Linked DNA regions of Neogale vison: region 1 is linked to region 2. A link is a contact called in public Hi-C data. All regions are on one chromosome and are shown on one strand. Each heading gives the region's core, a stretch centred on a gene start, on an enhancer-like site or on the middle of the called end of the contact. The rest is flanking DNA. Distances are from core to core; before and after follow the strand shown. Region 1 holds the start of MYO1E (unconventional myosin-Ie). Region 2 overlaps MYO1E (unconventional myosin-Ie).

What was found. Hi-C and Micro-C count contacts between places; a contact is called where the count stands out from the background.
Region 1: a contact with region 2 is called in a Hi-C map of muscle, with 5 times the contacts expected there. The contact joins the promoter of MYO1E here to the enhancer-like site in region 2. A contact is called at or near these places in 2 of 3 Hi-C or Micro-C datasets (fibroblasts and muscle).

The regions. Positions count from the first base shown.
Region 1 is chr13:101,320,685-101,327,770 of ASM_NN_V1, forward strand. It overlaps MYO1E (unconventional myosin-Ie), which reads right to left and starts at 2,356. Exons shown (of 28, transcript XM_044230483.1): 1 at 1,971-2,356. The coding sequence starts at 1,973.
Region 2 is chr13:101,256,397-101,263,797 of ASM_NN_V1, forward strand. The region is part of intron 1 of MYO1E (unconventional myosin-Ie); the gene reads right to left. Among named protein-coding and RNA genes, the nearest start is that of MYO1E, 63 kb to the right of the region's middle. Within about 2 kb of position 4,660, the one cell type or tissue checked has open chromatin away from gene starts, as enhancers often do. A contact at or near this core is called in fibroblasts, where this site is marked.

The DNA of each region.
Region 1 (7,086 bases), core at 1,106-3,605, 62 kb after region 2:
CCATCAACAGGTAAGTCACACCCTGTCCTCCCATAGACACATTACACAACTCTGGCAACAAGTCTCTTCCTTCCAACATGCCTCCTCTGCACCCATTTGATCAACCACCTTCAAAAGCAATGCAGCCAAACTGAGTATGGAGATTCCGAGGTCTCCAGAAAAGGCATCATAGACTACTTTGGTAGTGTGTCCAGCAAGAAAAATGAATTAACTAAGGGAAAGCTAACTTTCTCAAGGTAGCTCTCAAGTATTTGAATTCAGTTAAGTTTCTTGAAGCTCTTGACATAAACACATTGATTTTTTTTTTTTTTTTTTAGAAATATTGACTCACGGAAAACAATGATAGCAATTCCAAAGTACCAGGACTATCACATTGCTCAGATTCAAGCAGCCAATTAGGTAGTGGCCCAATTCGGTCGCTCCTCCACCCAACCACACACTTACACACACAGTGTAAGTAAATGGTTCTCTCCCAGGGGTTCCAAAAATAATGTAGGTTAGACCGACTTCTTAAAACCTGAAACTTAAGGAGGAAATTTATTTACAGATGAAGTGTCCTCTTAGGGAGGAACAGAAGTGACACAATTTTGGACTACGTAAAAAGAAAAAGCTTGTGTCAAAGATGCCCTTTTAAAGACTGTTTTGTTTTTAGAAACATTCTTTTGAATAAACAGCACTGGGTCTAGAGCTGCTTTTGAGTTTCGACCGTAAGTTCGCATGGGCCTTTGCTACATTTCTCAGGCCGGTCACGCAGGACAGATTTTTTTTTTAAATTGGTGTTGTACTAGTTACCGTTTTTGACTTAACTCCACATTCACAATCATTAAAACCGAACAAACCGAACCAGAAGGGGATCAGGCCATCTACCCGAGCAGGGTTCTTTGAAAAGGAGCAAGTGTGGAAACTATGAAGCCTTGTAGTCGAACTTTTTTTTCTTTCTTTCTCGGATGGACTGTCCATCTCTTCAAAACCGAGTCCTTGCTTTTGTGCTTCGGGAAGAAACGTACACCCCACCGAGACCCGGGGGGGATGCGGCTCAGGTTAATGGGGGCGGAGTTGGGGCTCTCGGGGGCGGGGAGAGGAAAAGTCAGAAGCCAGTCGGAGAAAAAGTCAGCCACTTCCCTGTATTCCCAAAGTGCCAAAGGAAAAAGAACAAAACACTCGACTTCCTCCCGGGCGACCGGTTCGCGGTACACCGAGAAGCGCCAGTCACCTAGCCCTCGGGGAAGGGGTGGGGGGCAGGGGTGGGGGTGTTTACTCGGCCTCCCGGGCGCAGAGACCCAGCGGGCCCGCGCCCAGCGAAGGCCAGGCCGGCCAGGCTGCCGGCTGCGCCACTTTCGCTCTCGGCCGCCCGCCCAGCGCCAGGTGCTCGTCCTACCTGGCGCCCCCGCCGCCCTTTGTGCGGCCCGCTCCGCCCCCGCCAGCGTGCAGCAGCCAGGCGGGACAGCTGCGGGCGGCGCAGGGGGCGGAGAGGCGGGGAGGCGGGGAGGCAGCCGGCGCCCGTGCCCGCCGGCGGGGAGGGGAGCGCGGGGCGCGCAGGGGAGGGGGCGCGGCGAGCCGGCGGCAGCGCCGCAGAGCCGCGCTCCGGGCCGCAGCGGGCGGGAACGCCGGGGCACGGGCGCTGTCGACCGGCCCGGCAGGAAGAGAGGGGTCCCCTCCGAGGGCCGCGCCCCCGAGCTCAGAGCTGCCCATACACTGGCTTCCGACAGCTGGCAGCCATAGCAACCCGGCCACAAAAAGTTTCGCGGCGTCCAGAGCGACTTGAAAGAAAGTTTTCCTTGGCCCCCTCGCTCCCTCTCCCCCGGCCAGGGTTTACGGAAAGCGGCGGGCAGAGCTCGCGACGTGCCGACTCCCGCGTCCACCTTCTCCACCCCTGGCCTGGGCTGCGCGCCCAAGGTGGGTACCCCGCGCCGGCGCTTCCTGCCCCATCCCAGGGTCAGGCGTCCCGGGACGCCGCGCGACCAACTCACCATGGTGACTCGCGCTGCGGTCCCTCCTCTGCCGGGTCCGGCTGCCGGGGAGCTGGGGCTGGATCGCAGACTCCTGGGCAAACTTCAAAAGTTGGTCCCCTTCGCCAAAAACAGGCTCTCGACACCCAAGCACTCACAGGAGCCAATGGGAACCCTGGGGGGACTCCATCCAGGCGGGATCGGCGGCGCTAGGTGAAGGGCGAGAAGGAGGCGACTTAGCAGACGGGGCACATCCTGCCAAAGGCAGGGGTCCACTCGGACCAGGCGCTCGCAACCCGCGTAGATGAGCCCGATGCTCTCCGCGCGTCTGCCCGGCTGCCCAGGATCGCTCCTTCTTTCTTCAGCCACTTACTCTGTACTCCTCCGGCAGAGCCTCGGTTCGGGCTGGGCAATCTGTCCATAAATGGAGAATTCAGCTCAGGCCTGACCAATCAGGGTTTGTTTTCACAGCGTCACTCCTCAGGGAAACCGTGGTAGCCAACAAGCTTGGAGCTGCTGGAGTTTCCAAAGACCTCTGGATCCTGTAGTCCTCCACGCTAGCTTCCAAAGGAACGCCGCTGACCCGGCTCGCTCCCGGGTGCAAGACCTCAACCGCGCAAAACCCTCCGTGAAAGTGAGCAAGACTCTCTCTCTCTTTTTTTAAACGCGAAAATTACAGTAGGTGTGGCTTCCAAGTCGATGTGGTATGATTTTCCCATAACTTTTTTTTTTTTTAAGAAGGAAATATTTTATCAGCATAAAAGATCAGAGTCATGGCTGCAGCCCAAAGGAAATCCCTTTTCTTTCCAATGTCTGGATTGTGAGGAAAGTCAAAAATATCATTTCCCCTACCCCTCCTTTTACCTGAATTTCCTTGGAAAACAAAGGAAGGCTTTTTTTTTTTTTCCGTTTTTTTTTTTTTTTTTTTTCCTTTCCCTCTGTCTCTCTCTTGGGGACTTTTGAATTGTGAAAAAGTTGCATTGCAGTGAACAGAGAGACAGGAGAAAGGTAAGTGAGGGAAAAAGCACCCACCCACCTCAGTCAACCCTATCTGTTGAGAACAATTAGCTGTACAACCATACCTGCAAAGCCGAATTATTCCAGAATATGGAGTTTCAAGGCATGGAGTGGGCAGTGAGAAGGACATTGGAGGTGGGGGAAGAATCCTGAAATAAGGTAGAGAGTGTGGTCTTATTGTTTTAAGCGTTCAGAAGGTAATCTTGGTGGGTTACAACATGACTGTTCTCCCAGGATCTGTGGCAGGTAAGAAATGAAAACTTCTGGCTTAGAGAAAGTATGTAGCATTATGATTTATTGTTTATGAACTTTGGCGGTAGGTCTTCACTTGATCTAGGACTCTAGAGTTGGTGTGGATGTTAAAAATCATCTTGCCGGGGCGCGTGGGTGGCTCAGTGGGTTAAAGCTTCTGCCTTCGGCTCTGGTCATGATCCCAGGATCCTGGGATCGAGCCCCGAATTGGGCTTTCTGCTCAGCAGGGAGCCTGCTTCCTCCTCTCTCTCTCTGCCTGCCTCTCTGCCTACTTGTGATCTCTGTCTGTCAAATAAATAAATAAAATCTTTAAAAAAAAAAATCTTTAAAAAAAAAATCATCTTGCCTGGAATGGCTAAACAGAATGTGGTATGTCCATACAATGGAATACTATTCAGCCTTTAAAAAGGAAGGAAGTGCGGACATGGGCCACAACATGGACTAAACCTTGGAAACAGTTTTCATACTGGGGTGATAAAAATATTCTGGAATTAGTGGTGATGGTTGCACAACTTCGTGAATATACTGAAAGACACTGAATTATACCTTATAGAAGGGTATGTAAATTTTATCTCCATTTTAAAGTTGAAAGAAAATCATGTTGACTACATTCTTAAATTCTTGTAGTAATCATCCATTCTGTGAGGAAACAGATATGATTAAATGCCTACTATAGGTCAGCACAGCAACCATGAGCACAGTGGTTTCTTCCCTTGCCAAGCTTACAATTTGGGAAGGAGCAAGACAGAAGATAGTTATATTTATTTTTTTTTTAAGATTTTGTTTATTTATTTGAGAGAGAACAAAAGCAAGAGAGATCACAAAGGGGAGGGAGAAACAGACTCACCACTGAGCAGAGAGCCCAACACGGGCCTCCATCCCAGGACCCTGAGACCATGACCTGAGCCAAAGGTGGACGCTTAATGAACTGAACCACCCAGGAGCCCCAGAAGATAATATTAAAACAATAAATAATTATAGGAAAGGTACAAATATAATGAAAAGCAACAGTGGTTTTATGCAAGGAACTTCCATACTAGGAGCTACATTTTGGGTTAGGGAATTCATCTGGCAGCGATCTAGTACAAATTGGACAGGAAATAGCAAAACATCTATTGAGCACTCACTCTGTACTAGGTACTGGGAAGGTACAAACAGCCAGGACCCACCAAATTCCCAGGGAAACTGATTCCACATTGCAGGGGCACGCCAGAATATGATCAGGTATCTTAGGAACTAATGAACAGAGGTTACCAAAAGGAATATTGGAGCTTACCAATTATACAAGAAGCACTGCTTAGGTGGGAAATGACATGTTGCCTAAGCCACCATCCCATCCACAGTCAACCCTGATGAATAATCGGATTGACATGGGCTTCAAGGGAGACAGGCAAAGATGTGGTTGTTTTCCCTGTAAAGCAGGGGTACAATGAGACACTGAAAAATCTTTTAAGAATCCATCAACAATTTATCAGTCTTGGATTGATCTAAAACTATCTTGACACTCAATGCCATTTGTATTAACATTTGAGATCTCTTTTTTAAATGCTTACTTTTTTTTTCTTTTTCTTTTTTTAAAGTAGGCTCCATACCCAACATGGAGCCAAACACAGAGCTTGAACTCACATCAACACCTGACCTGAGATCAAGAGTCCAACACTTAACTGACTGAGCCACCCAGGCACCCCTAAATGCTTGCTTTCATTTGTCCTAATAATCTTGTTCCAGTTTTCAGAGGTAATTCAAGTAGGTGGGACTCTGATGAAGATATATGCTTGTGTTCATTTTTCATGATTTTGTAATATAATTCTTTTCCAGATTGAAATATAAATGTATATATTAATTGGTATAGTGGAGTGCCTGCGTAGCTCAGTCGGTTAAGCAGCTGAGTCTTGATCTTAGCTCAGGTGTTGATCTCAGAGTCGTGAGTTCAAGCCCCACGTTGGGCTCCATGCTGGGCATGGAACCAAGTTAAAAAAAGAAATTGTGTGTCTACGCAGTACTTAGATTATAAGATTTAGTGGCACATAAAAGTGAATTTGAAGTCTGGCTTTGTCACTTAACTAGCTGTGAGATAGTAATCTTTCTGCACTTCAGTTCCCTTATCTATAAAATAGATTGATGTGCATATGAAATGAAATATGTATAAAGATGGCCAACGAATATTGGTTCCTTTCTCCTGCCACCTGCCATGTATTCTAGGTTAAGGATCCAGATGTGGGTTCATGTAGGATCAGATCAGAATCAGCTGCCCTCTGAATTATATGCCAAATCTTGGGGGCTTCTGTGTATGCCCTTTCCTTCAGGGAGAGTTAATAGCTTTCATCAAATTCTCAAAGATGCTGGAACTGTCAAAATAATAGCTCTTGATCACATTAGTTATGCCTTCCTGGATCTTTGTGTTTTTCTTGAAGTATAGGGATTAGAACTGAGTCTGATACTGTAAGGGCGGAGCTTGGATTCTCAAAGCAGAGCCCATAATTCACACTTTGAATGTAGAATATAGAGTATGAGCATGTGATAGAGACTCTCATTTCACAAAGAATCCGTTCAAGCCCTTCCCGCTCCTTCCCCATCTTGGGAAGATAAATTGTCAGTTTTATGCCCTGGTCTACCTGGGAGAGTCCTAGTTTCTGCCTTTATCTCAGTGAAATAATTAATGGAACCCCTCTTGTATTCCCAAAATGGCCTGATAATTTGAATGATAGGTTATGATCACCCTAAGTTTTTGGCAAAATTGCAGCCTCCCCCCAAAATTCTCGCTTTATAAAGCTTTTCCAATTTTCTTGACTTAAACCTATTTTTAAGAGGACTCATCGGGGCGCCTGGGTGGCTCAGTGGGTTAAACCCCTGCCTTCGGCTCAGGTCATGATCTCAGGGTCCTGGGATCAAGCCCCGCGTCGGGCTCTCTGCTCAGTGGGGAGCCTGCTTCCTCCTCTCTCTCTGCCTGCCTCTCTGCCTACTTGTGATCTCTGTCTGTCAAATAAATAATAAATAAAATCTTAAAAAAAAAAAGAGGACTCATCAATATATTACCCAATATTCTTTGTTATTCGAGCTCATAGTAGCAATGAAATGAAAACAACTTTTAAAATTGTAAAACTCATTATAGACACATGATGGAGCTAGTCAGATGAGACTTTACACATACGTGGGCATGATTTAAAATGCAGTTTTATCTGGGCTTGAATGAAAAGGAATGAAGAAAAAAATCCAAATGGAGACAAAACACAATTTGGTATGAATCTAGCAGTGAAAAGAATCACTACTTATACATTTTGGAAAACAATTGGTAAGAAGATAAAATAAAGCAATGAAACTAGTTTCCATGTCAGTACTGTAAGAGAACACCAGAATGCATTCACAACAATGCAATTAAAGAAAAATTTGTTCACAGGAAAATTAGGCCAGAAATCTTTACCAAAGCACCAGTGAAAGAGATGCTTATGTCACATCAATGTGGGATGTCCTGGGCCATCACTGTTTCTGCCGTTAATAGGCATTTGTTGGGTTCAATAGGTATCAGCTATGAGCTAAGTGCTTACCCTGTAATATCTTATCTAATCTTCCATACAACCCTATTGACTTCATTTGCAATTAAGAAACTAAGCTGAGGATTTGCAACATGGGCCGGACAGACCAGCTCCCATAAAGAAGAATGGCGAGGTGAAGGGCCGTTCCGCCACCACCAAGGTGACCAGAGGATACACCAATACACCATCATTGTTCACAAGTGCATCCGTGGAATGGATGTAAGTGGGTATTCAGAGAGATCCAGGAATTTGCCACGAGGGAAATGGGGACTTTAGATGGGTGCATTGATACCAAACGCAACAAAGCTCCGAGGGCCAACAGCGTAAGGACTGTC
Region 2 (7,401 bases), core at 3,410-5,909:
TGCCTTGAAGTCGAATGAAGGATCGCCTTAGCAATGGAACAGAGATGGTCGCTCTGCCTACAGGGGCATTTCAGGCCCACTGCTAGGACCGACTCACAGAAGGATAATGGGGTCTGTGAGAAGCCTCTCTGGAGCGCAGAGGCCAGAGGGTTGGAGCCACCCTGAGACACTGTACCTCCGCCTCGACCCCATCTCCCTTCACAGCACTCCTCACAGCCAGCTTGGAAGATGGAGTCCCACACCCTGGTCTTCGGCAAGTGCTGGCTTCTCATTTAACATTCTTTTGGGAAGAGGGGACGGCTTCCCTTTGGGGCAAAAGTGCCTCTTCCCCCAGTGAAGACACTCGAATATGTTCAAAGTAACCTCACAGAAATTCTCACTCCGACAAAATAGGCGACAGACGTGAATTGCCGAAACAGTTCCGGCTACGGAACCTGCAGCTCCGGAAAGTCAAGAGCAAGTCATAAACTCTGGTCTCCCTTATGGTACGGACAGGAATGGGAGTCAAGGGGGCTGGGGCTCACTCCCAAATGATCCCTAGAGCAGCACTGAGAAATCACATTAGACAAGGAATTAAGATAAAGCGAGAGCTGCTCTCTGGGCTGGGTAACCCACCCAGTTATGGAGAAAACGGGGCACGCAATTTGGGGCAGGACAGTAAAAAGACAATAGGTACCAACACCACCGCCTCACAAAGAGGGCTGTGCTCAGACACTGCCAGCAGCACTACAGGTGCATTTGCAGACACATTTGCATGGTTTCTGGTTGCAAAAATGCTGAGAGAATTCGACCACACTCTGCTCCCAAGTGCAGCTGTGCCTTTTGACCCAAGTCCCAGACCCAAATTAGGAGGGCAAGAAGCACCAGTGGTCCTAATATGCTCTCCCTGGCTGTGACCCCTTCTCTTCCTGGGAGTTGGGTCAAAAGCACAGCCTTAGGGGCGCCTGGGTGGCTCAGTGGGTTAAGCCGCTGCCTTCGGCTCAGGTCATGATCTCAGGGTCCTGGGATTGAGTCCCGCATCGGGCTCTCTGCTCAGCAGGGAGCCTGCTTCCTCCTCCTCTCTCTCTCTGCCTGCCTCTCTGCCTATTTGTGATCTCTCTCTGTCAAATAAATAATAAAATCTTAAAAAAAAAAATTTAAAAAAAAAAAAAAAGCACAGCGTTACTTACTAAAATCAAAGAGCCAACACCCAGATATACCTAAAAGTGACCACACACCAATTAGGGTCCACTGGCATCAAAAGCAAAAAGTTTCGCCATTTGTTTGATGGAATCTGGCTTTAAGATACAGAGGACCTGCTAGTTTGCGCATTTACAAGAAAAGCTCACTTTGACTTTTCTTTTTAATTTAGTGGAGCAAGAGTACAAAGGTTAGGAAAAAGAAATAGCTTGAAATCCTGAGGAAGATAAAAAGGAAATGGTTTAAATTAAACATGCGGGAAACATTAAAAAAGAGAAAGACATAAAATAACCCTACAGATATACTGAATATACAACATAAGAAAAGTTTGTCTGATCATGGAGCAAGCGTGTGAATAAATAAAATAAAATACTATAAATGCTCTCAAGGAGAAAAAAAATTAGAAAAAAGTTTCCTTCCGACTTCCATTCTAAGGAAACTGCAATTAACAATTCTTTTGCTTAGTACAACTACAGTTCACACGCTTAACTGGCTATATTCATTCAGCTTTGAAAATTCTAGGCCACATTCTCTAGTTAAAAAAAAAAATGTAAGTGAACCAATCATTGACTGATGGTGGGTAAATTTTGTTCGGTGGGTGTGTTTATTCTGAGTGGCTGTGAATGAAGGCAAGGGTGATTTGGTTGGATTTGATTTTGATTTTTTTAGTCATTTAAGATTTTCACCCCTCAAAAAAAAATGATGGTGGTTTTACAGGGCTCAGTTTTGAAGCGTGGTTTGAATATTTTTATTTTTATTTTTATTTTTATTTTATTTTTTGAATATTTTTAAACATACCTAATCAATCGGTGTTCTCCTGGTCTCCCAATTGAAACTCTGTGCCACCTTTTCTTAAAGGTATTTTTTCGGCAGCACTTTCTGGCTATGAGTGAGTTTCTACACTTTCTGGCTGTAGAGTTGTCGTCATTATTATTTAGACCGACACGAAATGCTCTTTAGAGAGCAGGCATGTGAGTCCCAAGCGAGTTGTGAAATTAAAAGTCAAAAGCCAAGTTGGGCCCAGGGATGGACAAGCATGCGCAAAGCTACCAAAGGGGACGGGAGGCCTAAAACAATGTGTCTTTCCTTTCTATTCTGTTTTGCCCCATTGTGTTTTGAATAGACTGAATCACTGCCCAGCTTTGGGGCCCAGGCTCTGAAAGGCCCCATTGTGAGGGATATGCTTTCCCCCAGCAGAGTGAAGGTTGCTGTAGTAACCTTCCCTATGAATTTCCTCACCAGTGTGATGAAAATCTCAACTGAATTGTGACATTACTACAGTTACAAACAAGACTGCAAAATGAGCTTGGGCCTACCGGTTTAGGGGGTCTTTTCTTATCTGAACTGGACCAGTGATCCGGGCCTAACGTGTCCACGTGGCCAAAGAAGGGAGGGGATTTTCTAGAAGGCAGAGCTTGAGAAGTGAACCTGAAGAGTCTAAGGGAGGCTCTCTCCCACGGGCGTGCAAGTAGTGGGAAACGGGAGTTTGCAGATCAAGGCAGGGGTCTCACAGCTCAGGAGCTATCTCAGCCATAGAGTTGGCTGGGTTAGGAAAAGCACTTTCTGGTTCCTGAGCAGGGAGGCATGGGTAGCCAAGGTCCACATGCCACAGGCAAAGAATAAGTCTGCACTTCGTTTGGAGAAACAGTTCAGGATTCAGCAGTGCCCCCTTTATTCTGCCATGACAAACTGGCAGAAACCAATCACCCCGATGTCCCACACGGCACCTGGGTACAGTGAGCTCTACAGACAGTTCACTATGTATCAAGCAACTTCTAAGCTATTTACAGGTATTAACGCATTTACCTGTGCCAACAAGCCTATAAAGTCAGCGTTATTGTTAATCTCCAATTTAAGGATGAGAAAGACCAAGCACAATGAAATTACATCACTTGCCCCAGATCAGCACCAGTGAGCAAATATCCTCCTTCCAGAATCTATACTCAAAATCCGTTCTTCATTGAACGTTCCCACAGTAGGCCCTGGGTGCTCAGATCCGGAGCTCTGGGGCTTAGGAGCAAGCCATGGGCCAAGAAGGAACATCGATTTGAGAGTCCTCCATTGATTCCTAAAAAGTTGTTGCCATAGACATGCATGAGATTGTGCAGAACAGGAGGCAAACAGCAGATAAGAAAACCAAGGATGGGAAGCCCTTCATCCATTGGTTCGTTCATTCATTCATTCATTCCAACAGTTATACGCCTCCTGGGGGCCAAGCACTGTCCTAGGAGCTGGGGCAACACTTGCAGACTGTACAGACGAGGCTCCGGGTTCCATCATGCCTACTTTCATTGGTGAGGCAGAAAACAGGCTAGATAGACAGGAAAAATAAAAGCAGCCAAGTGAGGCCAGAAGGCCAAGGCTGAGTACTTGGCACCGGAGACAGGAAACAGGCAGCCAAGATGGAATCCCCATCAGAGGGTGCAGCCCAGGTCACACAGAAAAACTGTCTTCCTTCCAGAGGAAACAGGCCCAAAGTCCTGCAGTCAGATCCCCATCCAAAAAGAGAAACAACACCACCTCTAATCTGTATATTGCTTCCATCGTCTCCCTACTCAGCTGCATATCATCCCATGTGAGTCCCAGAGCAGCTCTGAGGGGCAGGAAGGGAACAGGTATAATGATGTCCATTTCACGGCCTGGATCGCCTGGCAAAATTGCCCTTACTTTAGAGGAGCCCAGAGGAGTGATGGGGATCTGGGGAGGACAAGAGAGCAAATTTCCGGCTGGGCTCCTCAGCTGCAGGAACACACCACTGCTTATGTCTAGCATGATAATAGCGAAGTCTCTCATGGTGGGATATTATTTTTTATTTATTTATTTAATTTTTAAAATGAAGGTGTGGTGGTTTTTGTTTTTGTTTTTGTTTTTAAAGATCTTATTTATTTGACAGAGATGAGATGAGAAGTAGGCAGAGCAGCAGGCAGAGAGAGGGGGGGAGGCAGGCTCCCTGCTGAGCAGAGAGCCCCATGTGGGGCTTGATCCCAGGACCTTGAGATCATGACCTGAATGGCGGGATATTATTAAGTTGGGCTGTGAGTCTCTGTGTGCTGCATCTCACCTACTTAGAAATAAAAGAGGAGGCAGGAGGAGGGACCCAGAACCAGCAGCAGAGCTAGACTGCTTTTTAAACCCAGAGACAGGGCAAAACAAACAGCTCTTGAGAAACACAATTTCTAAGCTTACTTAAAGGTAGCAATCCCAGCCTAAAAGCCTCTCGGTTGAGTAATGCACCGCCCTACAGAGAGGGCAAAATTATCAAGGCACAGAAAAGCAGGAGATGTCAGGCTGTGGATGAAGGCCCTACTCGATGCCAGCTTCTAAGTAAAATGAGGCATTACAGTAACTCAGCCCACAGCGATTTCCCGTTTTAACCGATGTTTCCTGTTTTCTATGCCGGGCATCATAAGGATATTCAAAACCAGACCCAGAGTTCACAGGCTGTCCCTTCACTGGGCTGCATTCTTTTCTGTTCACTCATCGCATAATGTGCAACATGACAACCCGAAACAGATCTGTTTTCCTACTGACCTCAATCTGCGACCACCATTGCTGCTGCTGGAAGAAACCCTCGGCTCTGGGGTGGGCCGAGAGGGGGAGAGCAGCCCGCCTGGCCCGCAGTCCTCCAGGCCTGTTGCCCCTGACATAGAACTGGGACCTGCTTGGCTGGTGTCTCCACAGGAATCGCCCACAACTGGCTGGGACAGTTTGATTTAGTGTCAGGAGGACAGGCAGAAAGGGGCAAAAATCTCTTTCCGGCCCTTTTGGCTGATTGGCTAACCCAACCCAGCATAGAGGAGAAAACGGATTTTCTGTTTATTTTGTTTGTTTATGGTCGTAGAATAAGAAAAGTAGGTTTTAAAACCTTTTTTTAAAAAATCATTTCGCCATTTCGGTAAAGTTACAAAAAATATACAAAGGATTCCTGTTTGTTACCAATTGGTAACATGTTGTCACACTTGCTGCCTTTCTGTCCCTCCCTCCCTCCCTGCCAAATATGTAGATTTTTCTTATACAAAGCAGTTGAAAACAGGTTGTATACATCATGCCCTCTTGTTCCTAACACTGCAGTATGTATTTCCTAGGGGACTTTTCTTATATAACCAAAGTAAACAATCTCAGGAAATGGAACATTGATACCACAGATGCCATAGTTTTTATCTAAGTCAATATTCCAATTTCATCAATTAGCCCAATGATGTCCTTTGACAAGATTGTCTTTTGCTTGGTGCCAGATCATCCTGTTTTGCATTTAGTTTTCATATTTCTTTAGTCTCCTTTAATTTCTAACAGCTCCTCAACTTTCCTTCATCCTTTATAATGTTGACATTTTCAAGAATCCGGGCCAGTTATTTTATAGAATTTCCTTCAGTTTGGGTTTGTCAGATGTTTCCTCATAATTAAATGCAGCTTTTGCCTTTTTTTTTTTTTTTTTGGCTAGACTTCTAGTCAAGTGATTTTGTGTCCTTCTCAGGGTATCATGTCTGGAGGGACACGATGTTTGTTGATGTTTGTGGGTGATATTCATTTTTGTCACTTGGCTAAGTACTGTCCCATTTTCCTACTGCATAACTTCTATTTTTTCCTGTTGTAACTGCTAAGCAGTTTGTGGGAAGAGACTTGGAGACTATGTAAATATCCTGTTCCTTATCAAACTCTGACAACCAGCTTTGATGGAATTAGAATTTTAAACCTACTTATTTGGCATTCAGGGAGAATCAATTACCGGGCTGAGTGTTTTAGACAGACAGGGGCTATGGAGCATCTATGTGAGCGTCTCGGGGCCATGGTAGCTGATTTCCTCACACTTCCTGGGTTCCAGAGGGGCTGAGGTTGCTGGGCGAACGCGCTCCTCATCTCTGACAGCGAGTTCCATCCACCTCCACAGGGCGTGAAATAATGCATTCCTAGAAGCCGAACTAAAAACCAGAAGTATGAGTCAAGGTGATTCCTAATGGCCCAGAGAGCACCATGGAAGAGCTGTCCGAGGAAATCACTTCTGCCCATATGCAAAGCTATTATGTGAGGATGCTGATCTCTGATTTCCTTTGTCAGGGTGCCCAGGAGCCTCCTCCCCCGCTTAATCCCATCTCCCCTCTCCTGAGCTCTTGAATGAACAACTATCTACTTAGATAGTGGACTTGGAAGAAGTTCTTTTGGACCAGAAAGCTTAAAGCCTAATAGGAACAAGTGGATTGGGGGGTAAAGAACGACGTGAGTAAAGAGGTGAAGTCTAAGTCAGGTCAAAGAGGCTGCCAACCATTGTTATTCAGCCACAAACAGAGAAGACCTTTATGTCCAACCTTAGATTCCGGACATTCTTGTTCCCACATGGGAATCTGCTACCACCTGGAATAGTCCTTAAATGTTTTCTTTTTGTTGATGAAGATTGTGTGGAAATACTAGGTCTGAGGACGTTATTACCTATGAGCCACCAGTAGATGGCCGCTTCCACAACCAGAGAGAGCCTCGGACGAAGCCCAAACAGTCTGAAGGGCAAATTATCACAGATATAAAGGCCGATGAGCTTATCTGGAGATCAAAGATTCTCCTTGGTCTCTCAGTATTATAGCCACATGTGTGAGAAGCCTGGGGCCCATTTCTAAAAGGGACGTGTAAGCTAGTGATTTTAATTTTTTTTTTTTTTTTTTAGATTTTATTTATTTATTTGACAGACAGAGATCACAAGTAGGCAGAGAGGCAGGCAGAGAGAGACGGTGAAGCAGGCTCCCTGCCAAGCAGAGAGCCCAATGTGGGGCTCGATTCCAGGACCTGACCTGATCATGACCTGAGCCGAAGGCAGAGGCCTTAACCCACTGAACCACCCAGGTGCCCTAAGCTAGTGATTTTAATAGTTACTGCTGAACCAACCCTGGAAAACTGAGCCTTACACTTTCTAGATTAAAAAGTTTCTTCTTCTTTTTTTTTTTTTTTTGAAGAGTTTAGTTATTTATTTGACAGGGATCACAAGTAGGCAGAGAGGCAGGTAGAGAGGGGGGAGGGGGAAGCAGGCTCCCTGCTGAGCAGGGAGCCCCATGTGAGGCTCAATCCCAGGACCTTGGGATCATGACTTGAGACGAAGGCAGAGGCTTAACCCGCTGAGCCACCCAGGAGCCCCAGAAAATTTTCTATCTAAGATTTCATTTTTCCTCTTCTAGCTAGAATCATGAGCTATACAGTATTGGTAGCGTATACTCCGAAATTCTGAAGGATCCATAAACA